2 separate regions of the Mus musculus genome follow, and region 1 is linked to region 2. A link is a contact called in public Micro-C data. All regions are on one chromosome and are shown on one strand. Each heading gives the region's core, a stretch centred on a gene start, on an enhancer-like site or on the middle of the called end of the contact. The rest is flanking DNA. Distances are from core to core; before and after follow the strand shown. Region 1 overlaps Sv2c (synaptic vesicle glycoprotein 2c). Region 2 has its middle 15 kb from the start of Aggf1.

Region 1 (4,531 bases), core at 175-2,674, 580 kb after region 2:
TCCTTTCACAGATGTCACCTGCTGAAAAAAAAAAAAAGAAAAAAGGAAAGCCTTCTCTAAGCTGAGCTTCTGGAAGGAGCATTTTTCCAGTCAGCATAGTCAAGTGATCCATAGAAGTTATAAAAAGAATCCTCAAGACTCAGCATGGGGCACTTGGAAAAGTACAGGCTGTGCTTAAATGGAGGCTACACTGCACTGTAAACATTCATCTGGAAACCGGTGATTTGAAACACACGAGTTTCATTCGCCTCAGAAACAATTCTGTGAACAAAGGCTGGTTTCTCAGGTCAACTCCGAGCTGTTTTGACACGGAACCTGCTTGATTTCACAAACCATGATGCTAACTGGCCTGGAAGCCCTCGAGTGCTTGTTAAGCAAATTGATCTTATTTGCACTCCTTGGAACAGATTTACCTATGCACTTATTTATATCCATTTAATGATCACTCATTAAGTACTTTTTATATTTCATTTGCTTATGCGCCAGACTCGTCTTGAACTCTCCAGCTTCCTGCTTCCACTTTTCGAGTGCTGAGATTGCAGGTGTGCACCATCGCGCCAGGCATGGAGCAACCGAGCATCTCAGATGTGCTGAGCGCTGCCCTATGCTGCACTGGCTACAGAGCTAAAGGCTGTCTTTCTTGGCGTGGGTACAGTCGGGGAAGATGTCTCAGAAGGGATACACAAGGACAGGACCAGCCTTGTTGGGACAGCTGGAAATTACCTGCTGAAGGATAACATAGGGACAGGTACTCTGTCTCTCACACTATTCATTTGTCTTATGTCACGGTTGGTTCCCACTCAGTCCACCTTATCACACCCATAAAGACTTCTTTAATGCCAAATGGGCTATCTCTCTCCAGCTCCGAGTGCATGTTTCCTGCCTTTGTGCATAGCTGTTGTCAATTTAGGGTTAGGATGGCAAGCTGGTTGATCTAAGGTATGTGGGCAGGTACAAACACTCCCCTGCTACATACCATCCAACCTTGTAGCTTTTCAAAGAGCATTGCCTCCTGGATACAGTGGCGTACGCTTATAAACCCAGCACGTGGGAGACAGCGGCAGAAGAACTGCAAGATTGGGACAGCCTGGGCTACATAACACATATAGGACCAGCCTGAGCTACATGAGTGATGTTTGAAAGCAAAACCCCGAGACAAAATGCAAATAGTAATGTCCTATAACAATGGCAAAGGGTAAGGGACTATGCACAGACAGCCTGGTCTGAAGTTTAGGTCTTGAACCCCATGGGACCCGGTGGGTGGTAATTTCCACCTACATGGGACAGAAGGCGTTTGATCATGTCTCCTGGACCCCTGGCTCCTGTCAAAGTTACCATCCCCACAGTCCCCCACAAGAGAAGGCATGTGGCTAGCAGTCACATAGACAATGTCTCAAGCTTCTGGCATGCTGGCTAGACTCCTCCCCACAGTTACCTAGCAACAACAAGATAGCAACCCACTACAAGAGAGGCTGCTTGGTCCCTCCTCACTCTCTAGCTCTCCTTCTTTCTTCCTTTCCCTTCCCACCTCTCTCTCTCTCTCTAAGCTTTTACCTCTCTTACTCTCTAGCCTTTCTTCTCTCTCTTCCCCTTCTCCCCTCATGGCCATGACTGGCCCCTCCCTCTCTCTTTCTACCTTCCCTCCTTTTCCCCTGTCTTTCTACAATAAAGCTCTAAAACCATAAACTGTCTCTGATCATGAATGCCTACTGTGCTTGAATGATGGGGTAGGCTTTCTCCTAACAAGCCACGTCTGACCTCACACCGGAAGGCCTTCCTGAGCTGCAGCCACTGACAGGACCAAGGACTCTCGTTTAAGCCCCTTCTCCCCCTGCCTTCTTCCCTTATCTCTGGGGCGAGTGCTGCCCCAGGGCCCCTATTCTGTTCTCAACTCCTCCTCTGTATCCAATGTGGGATGCTAGAGACTGAGAACCTGGTACCTGGGGCTGTCCCTTGTCCACCACCTGCCGTGTGGTGTCAGTGGCTTTACACAGCCAGATGCCCACCCAGGGCTGTGTGGAAAGCGTCTGCCAGTCCTCCCGAGTCCGCCTGCCCAGAGCACTGGAACTCTGGCGGGACCCCGGTTCTCTCCCACCCACCTCTTTCCCTAACACCCACGGCCCCGCACACATGCACAGTTCTGATTTTATTGCTCTCTAGGGGTCTAGGCATTGGTATTTTTCAGAAGTCCTAAGGGACTGCAAGGTATGCCCAGGAGTGAGGACGTTGTTATCTTCCCAGGGAGGGGTGCTTTTTAAAAGTTGACTTGGGTGTACTGTTAAACACCAGAGGAAATAACAAAAGAAAACACGCATTTCCCCTCTGCCAACACATCATTTTCTCTCCGAATCCTTTCTGCCTGTTTCCAGTCATGCAAATTATCACAAGCAGAGCTTTTATACAATTTTTCTTTTTCTTTTCTTTTCTTTTCTTTTCTTTTCTTTTCTTTTCTTTTCTTTTCTTTTCTTTTCTTTTCTTTCTTTCTTTCTTGCTTTCTTTTCTTAAATCACTCACATAAGGCTTTGTGTCATGTTGTTTGTGTTTGACTGTTTCATTTAGTATGTAACCACCATTTCTCTAACTGCACCCTTGGCTAGTGAGGCTTCCAAGCTTAGGTTAACATCTATGATACTGCAATTAACACTCAAATACATAACAGACTTTGTGTTCATTAGGGAACGTTGGGCAGGATGGAGCAGCCAGGAAAAATGGTGAGGATGCTGCCTGGTGGTGACTGGCAGCTGCAAGATATGCTGCGGCTATGAGATGGGTGAGAGGAGGGGGGCGAAGGGAGGAGGGAGGAGGAAAGAGAACAATGATGAGAGGAGGCTACCCTTCCTAGTGTGCTCCTGCTTCTTTTGTTTGTTTTTGTTTTGCTTGTTCATTTGTTTTCAAGACAGGGTTTCTCTGTGTAGCCCTGGCTGTCAGGAACTCATAGATCTGCCTGCCTCTGCCTTCCGAGTGCTGGGATTAAGGGCCATGTGCCACCACTCCCAGCTGTGCTCCTGTTTCTGTTTGCTTTTATTGTTGCGTTTGTTATTTTTGTATTGAGAAGAAACAAGTCATATACAGTACTCTAACCACCCCTACCCTTCCCACCTCCACCTTCGGTTCTGTTGGTTCAGGTGGTGCTTTGTTTTGTTTTAGACACAGTCTCTGTGTAGCCCAGACTAACCAATAACAATTCTGCCACAGTTTCAGAGCATGAAGACTCCAAGTCACGAGCCACCAAGATGGCTCCTGCTCCTGTTCAGCCTGCTTTTCACATGTCCTATCTAGTTATTTTACCAAGTACCATCAGCTTCTCCCTAACCATCAGCTTCTCCCTAACCATCAGCTTCTCCCTGACCATCAGCTTCTCCCTAACGATCGTCTCCTCTCTCCTGGCTCCTCAGGGTTCCTTCCTTGAGGCTTCTGCCCACACCGATTCTCTCAGACACTTGCCTGCTGCAATCCGGGGCATCTGCTGGCCTGAAGTTAGCCTCCCAAAGGCTGGCTACATCTGCAGGGGCTGCGCAGTCCTTGCAGCTGCTCACCGCGAGTCCTGAGTCCTCCGCAGAGGCATAAGGATGCCTGGGGTACTCAGTAAATGAGCAACTTCCTGGCTGCTTCCAAGTATGTCAGAAGTAGATTTTCGAAGCATTTATGTGGGCCATTTTGGACCTTTTCTTAGGTATTAGTTGGATGATGTCTGTTTATTTGACTCTAAAATACCATCTTGCTTTTTTTTTTCCACCAGAGAAAATGGCAAGCCTGAATTCTCAATTCAGAACACAGAATGCAGTTGCTTGTTGTCTCTGTGTGAGCACTGGGGACTGAACCCAGACCCTCGCATATGGGAGTCAGGGAAGCCATTCATGAGCTGTACCTGCCCCTCCACAGCTTTCTGATCTTTAACGGGGAATATTTGTCTTACTGAGAAGAGTAGCATCGTCCTCAAGGAGGCTAGATGCCAGCCTGAACCCCCACCAACCTGCCTTCCTCACCCCTCAGGGTGTGGAAAGAGTTCCCCACAAGCTGGGCTGAGCAGTCTCCCTAGACTCCAAGTGGCTGTCCATGTCATCCCAAAAGTCCCTCTGCCATCAAGGGGCTTCCGGTTACTTTTTACAGGTCCCTGTTCCTCGCTCCTGCCGAAATAAAACATTCCCATGAAACCCAGGCAATAATGAGAGCCTTTGTGTCTCATCACTGAATCTGATAAACCTGACTAGAAAGTGTGTGCCAGGGCCAGGGTGAAGAAGAAGAGAGCAACCAGGAATGCTGGGCAGCAAAGATGAGAAGATGAAGCTGGGAGTTCATCTGAGGTCAAGCACCGTTCATGCTGGTGTGTAGCCCAATAACCCATGAGCTTCTGGCTTTTATGTGGGTTTTGTTGTTTTTTGGGATTTAAGGTATTTTTTTGTTTGTTTGTTGTTGTTGTTTTCTTGTTGTTTTAATCACCAAGGCATCCACACTGGCCTTGACCTTACTCTGTAACCCAGGTAGTTCTCCAACTTGCAAGCCTCCAGTCTCAGCCTTTCAAGTGATGGCA
Region 2 (4,363 bases), core at 1,064-3,563:
TGATGTGTGTGTAAGGAGTTCAAAGATCAGTTCCTAGCACCTACACTGGGTGGCTTACAACTGCCTGTAACTCCAGCTCCCCCTTAACTCCACTGCCCCCTTACGGCCTCTGTAGGCATCTGCACACATGTGCATAAACCCACACAGGTCACATAGTTAGAATGTATTTAACCTAGAGATCGATACACAGAGCCATGCATGTACCTTACTTGTACATTACACTATGTTAATAATTTGTTATTGGTTTTGTTAATTATGGCTGCAGTCGTAAGCATGAGCCTTGGCTCTGTCTCTCACCGTCTGTGTCACATTCAGGACATTATACCACACTTTGTCTCTCGCTATCCCCATTCTGACAAAAAGAGCCACCATTCGGAACTCATCTGTAGACATGGACAACTATGCAGATGTTTTCTAGCAGCTTGGAAGGTCTGTGCCCTGATATCCTTTCCCATTTCCCTTTCTAGTGATAGGTACACGTGCGTGACTTGGAGATGGGATAGTTAGGGGGTTGAATAAAGATAAATGGTCCACACAGACATCATTGAAGAACAGCATTGGGGAGAGTAGATCTGACGCTGTCTCCAGCACCTAGAGGGACATCTGGTTTCCTGTACTCCCCGTCCCATCCCCTCTCTTCCCCATAGTATGGATTTAACCCACTCTCCTTGTGTGAAATGTCTAGAAGTGACTCTAATGTTCCCATACGGGAACGGCCTCTTGCTCCACGACTCTCTAAAGTTATCTCACATATTAACCGCGAGTGTCTCACTCCATACGGAGACACCGTGAGGAGCAGAGACCTATTTTATAATTGTCTCTCCAGAGCCGAACACAATACGGGACACAATCAGCAGGTCAATCGTGTATCAAAAATGACCTCAGCAAAACTTTTGTCATCCTTTCCATGGAAACTCTGTTGGTCCAGTGCCAGGCACCTAGCTAATTCAGACAGAAACTGATTTCAAATGACTCATATGTGTCAAACGTAGGAGAGGTACTTGCTCTCCACATCCCGAGGCTGTAAGTTTCTGGCTTTAATGAAATTCAGAGTGTTCTTTTTGTCCTTATCCCAAGCTCCACCCGGTCTCCTGAACCAAATAACCGACAGTCAAGTCACTAGTGTGTCCCTATGTCTTTCAAGTCAGTTTCAAATTTTCCAGAATTAATCCACTCCAGATACCACTACTTGGCTACTATCTCTCGTCTTATCAGCCGTGCAGTTGGTGGGGATAAAGGTATCCATGATGATACCTATCTCTGTGACTCCAGGGCTGAGAGTGATTGGAGGGTGAGGAGAGGGTCGCAGAGCCCTCCCCTCCTTTGATGCACTCTGTAGCATGAAGGTTCTGGTGCACAAAATATGCCTGGGGTGGTACTGAGTGTTGCAAAAAAGTAGAGATCAAGAGTTCTGCACACAGCAGGACACTGCACACTGTATTTATCATTATTATTGCTTTTGCCAGTGTCTCTTCGGGTCCTTAAAGCTTTTTGCTTTGGTGTTTTGTTGTTTTGTTTTGTTTTGTTTTGTTTTGTTTTGTTTTGTTTTGTTTTTGAGTCTAGGTGTCACATGTCCCAGGCTGGCCTTAGTAGACCTTATGTAACCAAGGATCCAAGAACGTCTTTGAACTTTCGATCCCCTGCCCCCACTCCATTTGAACTTCTACTCTTCATGCATCGACCTCACGAGTACTGAAATTGAAGGTATGTTCTACCGTGTAGGTTTATGCAGTACTGGGGTTCAAACCCAGGGCTCCGTGCATACTGGGCAAACACCCTAACAACTGAGCGACACTTCGAGACTCCCCACCCCCACACACGAATTTTTAAGTTAACAAAATCTGTCTATATTAGAAATATACGAGACTGCCATGGAAATCGTTTCACAAAGTCTTACTTATTCATTTTGCTCCCCAAAGCTGGGGTGACAGTTGAGGCATTGCTTGCCTTAGATTTTCAACAAGGAGCATTTGGAGAACTTTGTTCTCCGCCATGCTACTTCCTCACGTGTCCAGCAGGTGGCAGGCTTCTCAAACATAAGTGCTTCTGGGAGCCTGAGCCGCATTCCCCCAGCACTGCAGTCTGTTTGCTTTCAGAAATCCAGTATTACCTTTAAGGAAAAAAAAAATGCTTTTAAGGGTCTGAAGAAATTCTTGACTGTGTGACCGCAGTGACACAGTCAAGGAAAGGAACGTCCGTGGTTTCCGTATTTATTATCAGTGGTAAAGCTGTAGGAAGCGCTAGAGAACGCTAAGAAGGGCCCTGTTCTGAAATGCACCCCACAAAAGAGTGAAGACAAAGAAGGCTGTTTCACCAGGTAAAGGTGCCCGCCTGCTGCTTACCCTGGCGGCCAGAGTTAGATACCACATGGTAGAAAGAATCGACCAACTGAGCCAGACATAACAGTCATAACAGCCAGTCCACACTGTCTTGACGTCCTATAAACTTGTTGTAAGCCAGTGTTCAACAGAGAGCCACAAGTTCCTTTCCACCCTGCAGTCTCAGGAAACTTTATTCATGGTAGGAGGATGAATGCTAGGAGGAGAGCCAAGTAAGTCATTTCCATGGTTTTCTTACTAGGGCTACTACACTCTAGAACAGTGCTTCTCGCCTTCCTAATGCTGCGACTACCCTTTATACAGGGATTCCCCCCACCCCAGCCATAGATTTTTTGTTGTTGTTGTTGTTGATACTTCATATTTGTAACTTGCTACTGTTGTAGACTGTAATGTAAATGGTTTTAGAGATGGAGCTTTGCCAAAGGAGTCACGACCCACAGATTGAGAACCACTGCTCTATAGGCTACACGGTCCTGGCCCCATTTGATAATGTTTTAGATTCATTGTCTTCCCAGTGACCTCACATAAAAGCTACCGTGCCACGGGGTCACCAGCCTGCAACTCAGCCTAGATCATGGTCGCATTCAGGGAAAACAGCGCATCAGACTGTCATTATGAAGCTGTGAGTCTCATCACAAACACCTACACTAATGCTTTTCTCTAAAATCCTCAGAAACATATAATCAGCCTGAAAATAAAGGAAACGCAAGTCAGAGACATCACTTTCTGGTTCACACAGCATCCATTGGTCTTGGCCACGCACTTACAAGGATGCTATAGGATACAAATAATCTCTAAGAAGATTGAAAAGCACCGCTTGCATCAAATCACGATAGGATTCATTCACTGCATGGAATCAAAAGGTTCAGAATTTCGTGGCTCTCAAAGCTGTCACGTGATCAAGGCAAGCCTTCTAGGCCCTTGGACTCCCTTTCAGGAGAGAATTGTCAGTGACAAACAGAAGATGTTTCTGGTTTCTTTGGAGATTCCATTGTGTCATGTGATGTTTTTCTGGACACTGTCTTAGGAGGAGGAGGATTTCGCTAAAGCAGACACGTGAGAGGGTGTTTTATTGAGAACAGTCACGTGGTGTTTTTCTGGAGGCAGCCTGGAAAAAGGGCTTGTGATGTTTTGCTGGAGCGGATGCTTGAGAGAACATGTGACATTAGAGAGGATAGAAATATAGCCCAGTGGACAGTGCGTGATGCTGGATGGAACTGGTACGCCTTGCCACTCTTTGCTGGTCACTGTTTATTGTGACTTCATAGAGAGAAACACACCAAAAAACTTCTGGGGGTGTTCCAGTGGCTTCTTGCGACCTCCAAGGACTCTTAAGTCAATTGGCCAATTGGCAGTCTTGGGGTTTCTCTGGGTTGACCTACCTTTGCTGATTCATTCATGAATGGTGTTTGTGGGCGGATCGTGCTGCTGCTGCTATCCTCACAACACAGATTGGATTTGCTCCAAAGAACTATTTCTAAACAGGGCCACATCCTCCTTTGCCCGATTAACCTTGCCTTTCCACTACCTCTGGTGGGTGGTGGGCTAGAAGGGAGGTTAAAGCATTTAAGTACCCTTATTAAAAGTAGATTTGAGAAGTCTAAGCCTAAAAGATGTTTGTCTCAGAGAATAAAATGTGTAAACGTGTCGATGACCTTCATAAGCTAGGAAGGGGCTCAGTGGCCACATGCCTGGGGCCCTGCATTTGATCCTCAGTAACACACACTCACACACACACACACTCACACACACACACACTCACATGCATACACACACACTCACACACACACACACACACACACACATTCACAAGTGTGACAGGGTGTAAGCTTAGCCATAGCACATTTAATCCAAACACAAATTACGTCTGGAGTTTTATACTGAAGGATTGAGAAAGATGAAGGAACCAGTTCCCACCACCACCACTGGGATATGGTCAAGAAGTCGGCATTATTATGAATGCTCTTAGGACTGGTAAGACAGCACAGTATGATGGGTAAAGGCCCTTGCCAACAAGACTGGTG

The links. A called contact is a pair of places that touch in the nucleus more often than the background predicts.
Region 1: a Micro-C map of the G1E-ER4 cell line shows a contact between it and region 2, with 4 times the contacts expected there. The contact joins two enhancer-like sites. A contact is called at or near these places in 2 of 484 Hi-C or Micro-C datasets (both in the G1E-ER4 cell line).

Annotation. Positions count from the first base shown.
Region 1 is chr13:95,966,812-95,971,342 of GRCm38.p6, forward strand. All of the region lies in intron 12 of Sv2c (synaptic vesicle glycoprotein 2c), which reads right to left. Among named protein-coding and RNA genes, the nearest start is that of Gm24032, 72 kb to the left of the region's middle. Within about 2 kb of position 1,425, at least 15 of the 459 cell types and tissues checked have an H3K27ac peak or open chromatin away from gene starts, as enhancers often do. A contact at or near this core is called in the G1E-ER4 cell line, where this site is marked.
Region 2 is chr13:95,388,343-95,392,705 of GRCm38.p6, forward strand. No RefSeq gene overlaps it. Among named protein-coding and RNA genes, the nearest start is that of Aggf1, 15 kb to the left of the region's middle. Within about 2 kb of position 2,314, at least 21 of the 459 cell types and tissues checked have an H3K27ac peak or open chromatin away from gene starts, as enhancers often do. A contact at or near this core is called in the G1E-ER4 cell line, where this site is marked.